Linked DNA regions of Zea mays: region 2 is linked to region 1. The links are chromatin contacts, called in public Hi-C maps. All regions are on one chromosome and are shown on one strand. Each heading gives the region's core, a stretch centred on a gene start, on an enhancer-like site or on the middle of the called end of the contact. The rest is flanking DNA. Distances are from core to core; before and after follow the strand shown. Region 1 holds the start of LOC100191167. Region 2 overlaps LOC100194273 (Mitotic checkpoint serine/threonine-protein kinase BUB1).

Evidence for each region. A called contact is a pair of places that touch in the nucleus more often than the background predicts.
Region 2: a contact with region 1 is called in a Hi-C map of tassel, with 7 times the contacts expected there. The contact joins the enhancer-like site here to the promoter of LOC100191167 in region 1. A contact is called at or near these places in 2 of 25 Hi-C or Micro-C datasets (ear and tassel).

What each region holds. Positions count from the first base shown.
Region 1 is chr7:160,536,520-160,540,413 of Zm-B73-REFERENCE-NAM-5.0, forward strand. LOC100191167 reads right to left here and starts at 2,300. Exons shown (of 5, transcript NM_001136602.1): 1 at 1,863-2,300. The coding sequence starts at 1,901.
Region 2 is chr7:160,991,680-160,995,719 of Zm-B73-REFERENCE-NAM-5.0, forward strand. LOC100194273 (Mitotic checkpoint serine/threonine-protein kinase BUB1) reads left to right here. Exons shown (of 12, transcript NM_001139312.1): 9 at 289-343; 10 at 418-552; 11 at 631-752; 12 at 846-1,259. The coding sequence ends at 1,035. Among protein-coding and RNA genes, the nearest start is that of LOC100194273, 16 kb to the left of the region's middle. Within about 2 kb of position 2,437, at least 17 of the 20 cell types and tissues checked have an H3K27ac peak or open chromatin away from gene starts, as enhancers often do. A contact at or near this core is called in ear and tassel, where this site is marked.

The DNA.
Region 1 (3,894 bases), core at 1,050-3,549:
GGTGAAGAGCCTCCGGGTTGGCCTTCCAATCGTGCTAGCCGCTGGTCATGAGAATCCATCCTGGAGTTGAGCGTGGCGAGCTGCGCCAAAATTCTGTCCAGTTTGGCAGAATCGGTCAGAGTGGCAGGATCGTCGTCGACGCCGGACATGGTGGTCGATGCGTCTTTTGGCTCTGATACCAAATTGATATGGCTTATGTGGGATCGGCTGGATTTAGGGGGAGTGCACCAGGAAGAATGCACGAGTAGAGATGATTGGGAGGATGAACGCAAGTGGTAGGGAGACCGGGGATGAACACAGCCGCTGTGGGCACCAGGGCGAGGGGAAGAACTCGCCAGGGTGACCCAAGAGCTGAGCCAGCCGGCATCAACTTCTTAGATGAGAAACCCTAGTTACAAACTAAGGCCCCTTTATAACTCAGGTGGCCTAACAACTTATCTCCTAGACTTAAGGAACTTATCTGCTAGACTCCAGGACTAATCTGAACCGACTCCAACAATACTGAGATAAACTAGGGAATAAGGGATAAGCCCAGGGAGGGGATAAGCTCAGGGGCCTTCCCTACTTCTTGTTGCGCCTAGTATACTGGCGCCCTAGGAAAGAGTCCACAACAGTGTGCCGCTACAAAACCAATACACATGTCCTCCGGATTAAAATAGTGGATAAAGAACACAGCACACAAAGACATCCATACAATGATACAAACTAGTTCGAGAAAAAAAGAAATCCATAAAAACAAGCAAAGATACATATATTTAATTTATTCCAGCAAGTAAAAAATAAACCTAAGGCAGCTATTGACTAATTTTCATTAGTTTGAGCTCTCCTATCAGGTTCTTGTGGCAACAGGTTGAAAAGCTCTGTCTCCTACAAAGAAGTTAGTTTCTTTTATGATTTCATTCCTCTGTTGCATAAGCAGCACAAGGAAAATTCCCATAACCAGATGAGGATCCTTTTGCCCAGTGACTCTCGCCAGTGAAGCCAAAGGGAAAATTTTCTTTGTCACAGGGGGAGGGGGAGCATTTAAGCTTTCTAGGTAAATATTTTGTGTAATGAGAATCGCCCGGGCTCCTAAAATTTTCTGTATCCACCACTGCCCTTGCCCACTAACAAAAAGATAAAGCATACGCTACAACTCCAATATTGAGAAAGTTTATGGCGTTCTAACTTTACCACAAGAAAATTATTACTCCCACTTGTATTGCATTTTATTTCAGATAAACTTCTTTAAGATGGGGTTGCTAGAACACCATAAACTTCTTTTGACTGAGCACCAGTTCTAACATCACACCCATTAAAATAAACTTCCTTTTGACAGAGAAAATAGGGGCAAAAAAGGGGTTGCTGACCCACTAAAATCACATCCATAAACGTCATGCAGATTGCAAATTTTCCCTCATTTAGATGGTGTTGCTGAACCCACAAAAAAGGGGCTCCTTCTACGTCAAAATATTACCAAGAAATGGTTTTTATCATCGATCCAACCATCCAGGCAGTGGAAGTGTGAAACCGATGTAAGGTATGTGTACAGCCCTCGATTCCTAAACACGCGCCAAAAGATTGTCCCATCAAGGGCCGCCCAGTTAGCAAGATTTTCAAGTGTCCGAATCCAGTGAGTCCCCAACTGGAACATCACGTCTCCAGAGTTTATCTATTTATCAGAACAATCCAAATAACCCGTCCTCTCAGCCCCGCAAATCTCTGCAACCCAAAGGAAACCTATGGAACAATGATGATAACCCTAACTGGCTGTATACATACAGCTATAAAACGAGAGAGAATCAGATATACTAGTAGCAAGGAAAAGGAAAACCATAGGGCAAAACAAGCAACAGTCTCCATCCTCTTCCATTTGAGGTTACCTTGTCCTTCACCTTGTGGAGGATTTCCTTGCCAGCCATTGATGTGCCCGCGCCCTGAGCCCGCCTGGCTGAAAGCTTCTGCCTCTGAAATCCAACCTCCTGCTAGCAGAACCAGCAATGAACTGGTTCCTTGGAAGTTAACCCCCTCCCCCCCTCCTTGATCTGCCCCACCAAAAATCAATACCCACTAGTCGCCTCAGCTTGGGTCAATGATGATATTTTATAGGTTTATAATTGAAGGGAGGTGGGTTGGTGATGGCGGGCCCCTGCCGCTGCCGCTGCCGCCCTGGTGTGTATGAAGCGAGAGGAGAGGGAGAACGGAGACTGGATCTTGGGTAGCGGCGGTTGACCTGAGGTTGGGGGAGATTGGGACATGGATGTGTCAAGTGGGGACAGGAGAGAGGAAATGCACACCAAACCATGGAGAAAAAGCGTCGTGTTTTTTCAGCCTTCCCTTTCCGTGTTTCACAGGAGAGATCGACAAGCTAGACCAGGATGGGCTGAGGAGGCACGTCTCAGCGGCTCATTTATGTTTGCAGTGCTCGATTTGGCGTCTGAAATCGGGAGTTCCGTATCCTCAACAAGTGATGAGTTGCGTTTGTCGCCGCGGTGACGATTGAGCTGAGTTTTATTATGACTGGGCTTCTTTTTGTTTCTCATGAGTTTCTACAAGAGCTTTGTGCTTTTTGCGCAATTCCATATATTCCTATCACCTTTTGTTCGTGAAAGAATGATTGCTTAGGAGTTATAGTCTTGAATCCAACTCTCACAATAATTGTTACCAATGTATGTAATTTTGGTGGGAGGCATCTTAAGATGTGTCGAGAGAAGTCTTTATCACTTACTTTATCGCTCAAGTTTCTAAGCTCATTTAATGACGTCGAGCCTATGAAACATTTTACGAATGCTTTCATTCTCTTAATCTCTTTCATTTTGAATCTTGTCAATTTATTCTTAAAGATATATAATTTTGCTTATTTTATGCTCGTTGTTCCCTTACAAGATTCTTCTAGTTTTTTTCCATACTTCATATTAAAATTCAAAATCTTTCACTTGCCCAATTACACCACAGTTCAAGGTTCGATGATAGTGGCAGGCCTAGGATTTGAAAGATGGGTATTCAAAATTTTAGTGGAGCATAATTTTTTTACAGTCTAAATCCTAGTCTAGTCGTCTTAACACGTATATAACCGATTATAGTATTACATAGAAGTAGTTTCATAGTATATAAAATATATAGCACATAAACTGGATCATAACTCACATAGCAAAGAATGAATACTAAGATGATATTGCTCTGCACTCAACATATAAAGGATTAATTGTTTGACATAACATATTTGGGGCCTAATAGTTATAAAACAATGTTATTTTATGTTTTCGACAATATTATAGTGTATATACAAATCATATATTGTATTAAAAATGCCAAAAATAAAGGATATTCAATTGAATACCCTTGCTACAATATGGGCTCGCCAATATTCGATGATCACTTTAGTCACGTGCTAGGGTTAGTCGTTGAATTGATACTGTTCTAGACCAACACTTTTGTTAGGGGGTGTTTGGTTCTGTGGACTAAAGTTTAGCCCGGGTCACATCAAGCGTTTGACTTTCAAATAGGAGTATGAAATATAGACCCAACCAACTGTACTAGATTCGTCTCACTTTTTAATCTTCGGCTGAGAAATTAGTTTTATAATCTGACTACATTTAATACCCCGAACGGAGGTTCAAACATTCGATGTGATAGGGGCTAAATTTTAGCAGGGGCAAACCAAACACCCCCTTAGTTAGGATCCAATGCCTACTCTAGACATTCCTTAGTCCCATTTCTTCCAACCATTAATTAACTTTTGTCAACAATGTCTAAGATGAAACTTTACTAGGTCTAATATAAATGTATGGGTTTATCTTGCTTTGACATCATCTACATCATACCAAAATAGGCATGCATGTGTTCTTTTATCTTTACATGATCAATTATCTTGCCTAGTGGCATACAGGTAATCGTTTTGAATCTTCACTTGCC
Region 2 (4,040 bases), core at 1,187-3,686, 460 kb after region 1:
AAGATTTTTGACAATAATATCAAACACAAAGTAGTTAGAGCAGGCGTTCCATTTGGAAGCATAATTTTGACCCCTTTTACCCAAGGTAACTCATAAGAAATATTTCTAATGTGTCCATTTATAGAAGCTCTTAAAAAGGTAAGCACAACAGTACTATCTAGCATTATAGCCTGTTCTTCGACTTTCCTACCCATGTTCTCGCTCAACATGTTACCTTTGTCAACTGGTTTTATTTTGAGATATCTAGTTGCTCACTAATCAGTGTCATTCTTCTCTTGGTATGTAAAGTGGAGAGATCACAGAGGACAATTTCCGAAGTGAAAAACGAGTAGAGAGGAATCAGGTCAGCATATCCGTCCTAACACGCCAGAGGTATGGCAGCCCCCTTTTATGAGGCTCATGGAATCTGCATTTCAGGGGCTCTGCCTTGTTGATTGGGGCCGTGGCATTGATCTGGCTCTTTTCCCCTCCTGCACGGAGTTCCACGGGGACTGTGGAACCTCAGGATTCAGATGCATCGAGATGCAAGAACATAGAAACTGGACTTATCAGGTCAAGAGCCTTTGCATTCATCTCTAGGAGTCTAAATGCCGTTATCTGGTACAATGCCCTGATATTTTCTGCCTATAGGTCGACACATACGGCCTCTGCGTCGTTGTGCACATGATGCTACACGGGTCAGGCATGAACGTCAAGAAGGTTCCCAGGATTGGTGGAGGCTACGAATGGCAACCTAAACAGCCGTTTAAAAGGTGCAATGCGATCTCTCCCTTTTGAGTCGTGCGTGCCTGGTTGGTGTTAGTGCGAAGCAACTGAGCGAGCAATTGGGTGTCGTTGGATCGCAGGTACTGGAACGTTGATCTGTGGCAGAAGCTCTTCTCGACGCTGCTGAACCCGCCCTCGAACGACAGCGACGTGGCCGCGCTCCAGAGCCTGCGAGCGTCATTCCGGCAGTACATGTGCAGCAACCGGCAGCTGGTCGGCAAGCTGAACCAGCTGCTGGCGAAACAAAAGGCCTCGCTGTGCTCGTCCTAGGCTGCGTGACAAAGCCGAAACGCGGCTGGTGCCTGTGCCCCCCATGTAATGTAACTCCGGCTAGGCTAATACGAACTCACATGTATCCTTAAGTAATTTACTAGCTAGTTACCCGTGATTTGGTAGGGTTGTTATATATCATTAAAATAAGTATTAAGATATTTATTTAAATATAATTATTGTTTATTTTTATACACTATGGAATGTGTGGTGGTTTAGTGGTTAGTCCCAAATTTCTATGTTAGGAAGCGTGGTTTGAGTGCTCACTTTGCACTGTTTTTTTTAGGCTATGATAGATGTACGAGCGGGTCAGACGTTAGATAGGTGTGCAGTAGTTGGTTGCATGGGTGCTGGGGTTCATAGACATTAGCTGAGAAAGCGTGGGCGCTGGGCGTGGGACCTAAAGGGCACAGGCGCCGAGGCGGGCATGTGGGATAGAAGAACTAGTCAGGGTGCGTTGGACGGACCTAGAGAGATACTATTTGGATATGAGATTATATACATTGAACCTTGAACTATTTAAGTGACCCATATCTCATACTCTCGTATATGTTAGCATGCAATATTCTATAAAAGGATAAATAACAATCTATGGTACCATATATTGGAATAGTTGTATCTTATATAATTTCATATGATATGACGACTTTAGATATTGTGACAATATACAATAGATTAGGAATAGCCTAATGAGTTTGGACTGATGTTTTGTTCTTTGCAGTCCACATAGAACTCGAAAAAACAAAGATGTTCCATAAAGTTCAAATCGACTGCATTACTGTTGGTCATCACTGTAGGAACGTAGCTTTGAATTGGCCCCTCCCTGCGCATTGACGCACGCTCCGCCACTGCTCTTGGGTATGGCTGCGTTGGCTCAAGGGTCTCTGTTTCATGGTACTATACATAGCGCACTGTACAAAAACTGTATAATGACGGGAGAGTCCAGTGAAACGATGTTTTGGGATCCAGTTCACTACGACATTGGATAAACTTTTGAGCTAGATAGATGATACGGTAGCTGCAGAGCCGTGAAGGCCCGAAGCTACACCGTACCAAACAGTCCTGTGGGTCACTAACAATAATCATAGAATGGTAAAACATGGCCGAGATGGCCTGTGTGGATCTGTGTTGAAAACAATCCAAATTTCACTCTGACAGAATGGCGGGGAAGGGAGCACGTCAGCAAGTTCCATTCCATGATAGATATCGGAGACAAGGTTACCGGCTTTTACAGTTGGAGTTGACTTGGCTTTTAAAGCAGTCCAAAAACTCTCTCGATCTGTTATAGAGTGACAGTGGTCCAGATGATAGAGAGAAGAAGCACACGGTGCATGCATGATACGACCTCCCGGCCTGACCAGATTGCCAACCTACCGAGTTTGACCTGAATGCCCCCGGCCGTTACCATCCAAACACCCAACTGTAGACGACGACTGTAGCGAGCTAGCGACACAGACAGAGGTGCACAGTCGTCGTCGCACTCGCACGTACGGCGGAACAGAAACCACGACGCGCGCTAGCTGCTGCTGCGATGCCAGGGAGAGAAAGAGAGAAGAAAAACTAGGCCTTGGATTCTAGCAATCTATAGCTACCGGCACGATCTGCATGCTAGTCGCCACGCCAGGGCAAGATAACCGCGTAGTAAAACCGGCGTTGTACGGGCGGCGGCCGCGACAGGACAACGACGGGACAAGCGGCGCCGCGGCGGCCAGAGGCCCGCCAGGCCACCAGCTAGCGGCCGGGGTGCCAGGGCCTAGCTAGGTCAACCTACGTACAGTACAGCTCTTCTTCTTCTGCACTGCTAGCTGCGGCTGCTGCTCAGCAGAGCATGCAGCTGCGAATGCAAGCCTGTCCGCCATGCTTCCCTTGATTTCGAGCGCGCCGATCAGCGAGAGAGACTGACCGGCACCGTACCGCCAGCCGGGCGGGCCCTCGTCGACCGACCGGACCCAGGAGGCGAACACCGAAGAGGCGGAGAGGCCCCTCCCTCCCTGCTGCCAGAACGGTTGGGTTGGGTCGGTGGCTCGCCGTCACGTGGCTGGACCCCGAGCCCGACGGATCGAACGCTCGTCGTTCATGGCGTAGGCTCCTATAATATAAGCTATGTGTGCCGTGCGCCGGCCGTATGCATGGCTCTGACGACGACGCTGCTACCCTGCGATCCTACTTCCTACCTACCAGCTCTGCCTCTGCATGGCTGCCTCTGCATGCATGCATAGCCCCCGCATGGACCGATCTGTCGTTGACTTCTGGGGCAGTCGACGGGCCTACGCCATCCGTCTGCGGGCGCTCTGTCAGCGCGATGCAGTCAGTCGCTTGCATGTGGTGGGCCGGCCGGCCGGCGTCGGAGAACTGGAACGTGCCGTTGCGGCTGTTCGTTGTATATATCTGCTGCGGCGGTGTGTGCCGGCCGGCGAGGGCACCAGCTATAGCTGATTATATATTGCGATGCGATCCATGAGTTGAGAGGGAACGCCATCCAGCTCCGCCGCGCGGCCGTCGTCTGTCAATGCAATCCACACTCACTCTGTTTACTTTTCACTCACTTTAGTCATTGCTCTTGGTATCGATTCAGTAATCAGGACGTAGTGAGCAGTACGTCTATTAATTGCTTCATGATCACTGCCGTGTTTATGCTGCAACTGCAACTAGCTGCCTGTGATAAGATATGATAGCCACTTAAAACGTTTAGTACGTGGCGTGCGGCCGGGCTATACATCATCGCGTGTGGATCGGACATATATAGTGATATCTCTGCATCTGCAGTGCTGGGTACGTTGAACAAGCTAGCGGGTATATGATATAAATTGAAGGTCGAGGAGGACAGCGACTCGGCCCCCCGGCCGTGGAGCGACGAACCGAGGCTACCTGCTCTGCTCGCGATCGACCTGGTGACACCTACCTGCTGGCACTGCACGCCGGTGGTTTGGATCGACGACGTCCACGATGGCAACGGTTAACCGATCAGTTGGTAGGTCGGCCTCGGTCTCGGTCGTGCAGTGTAT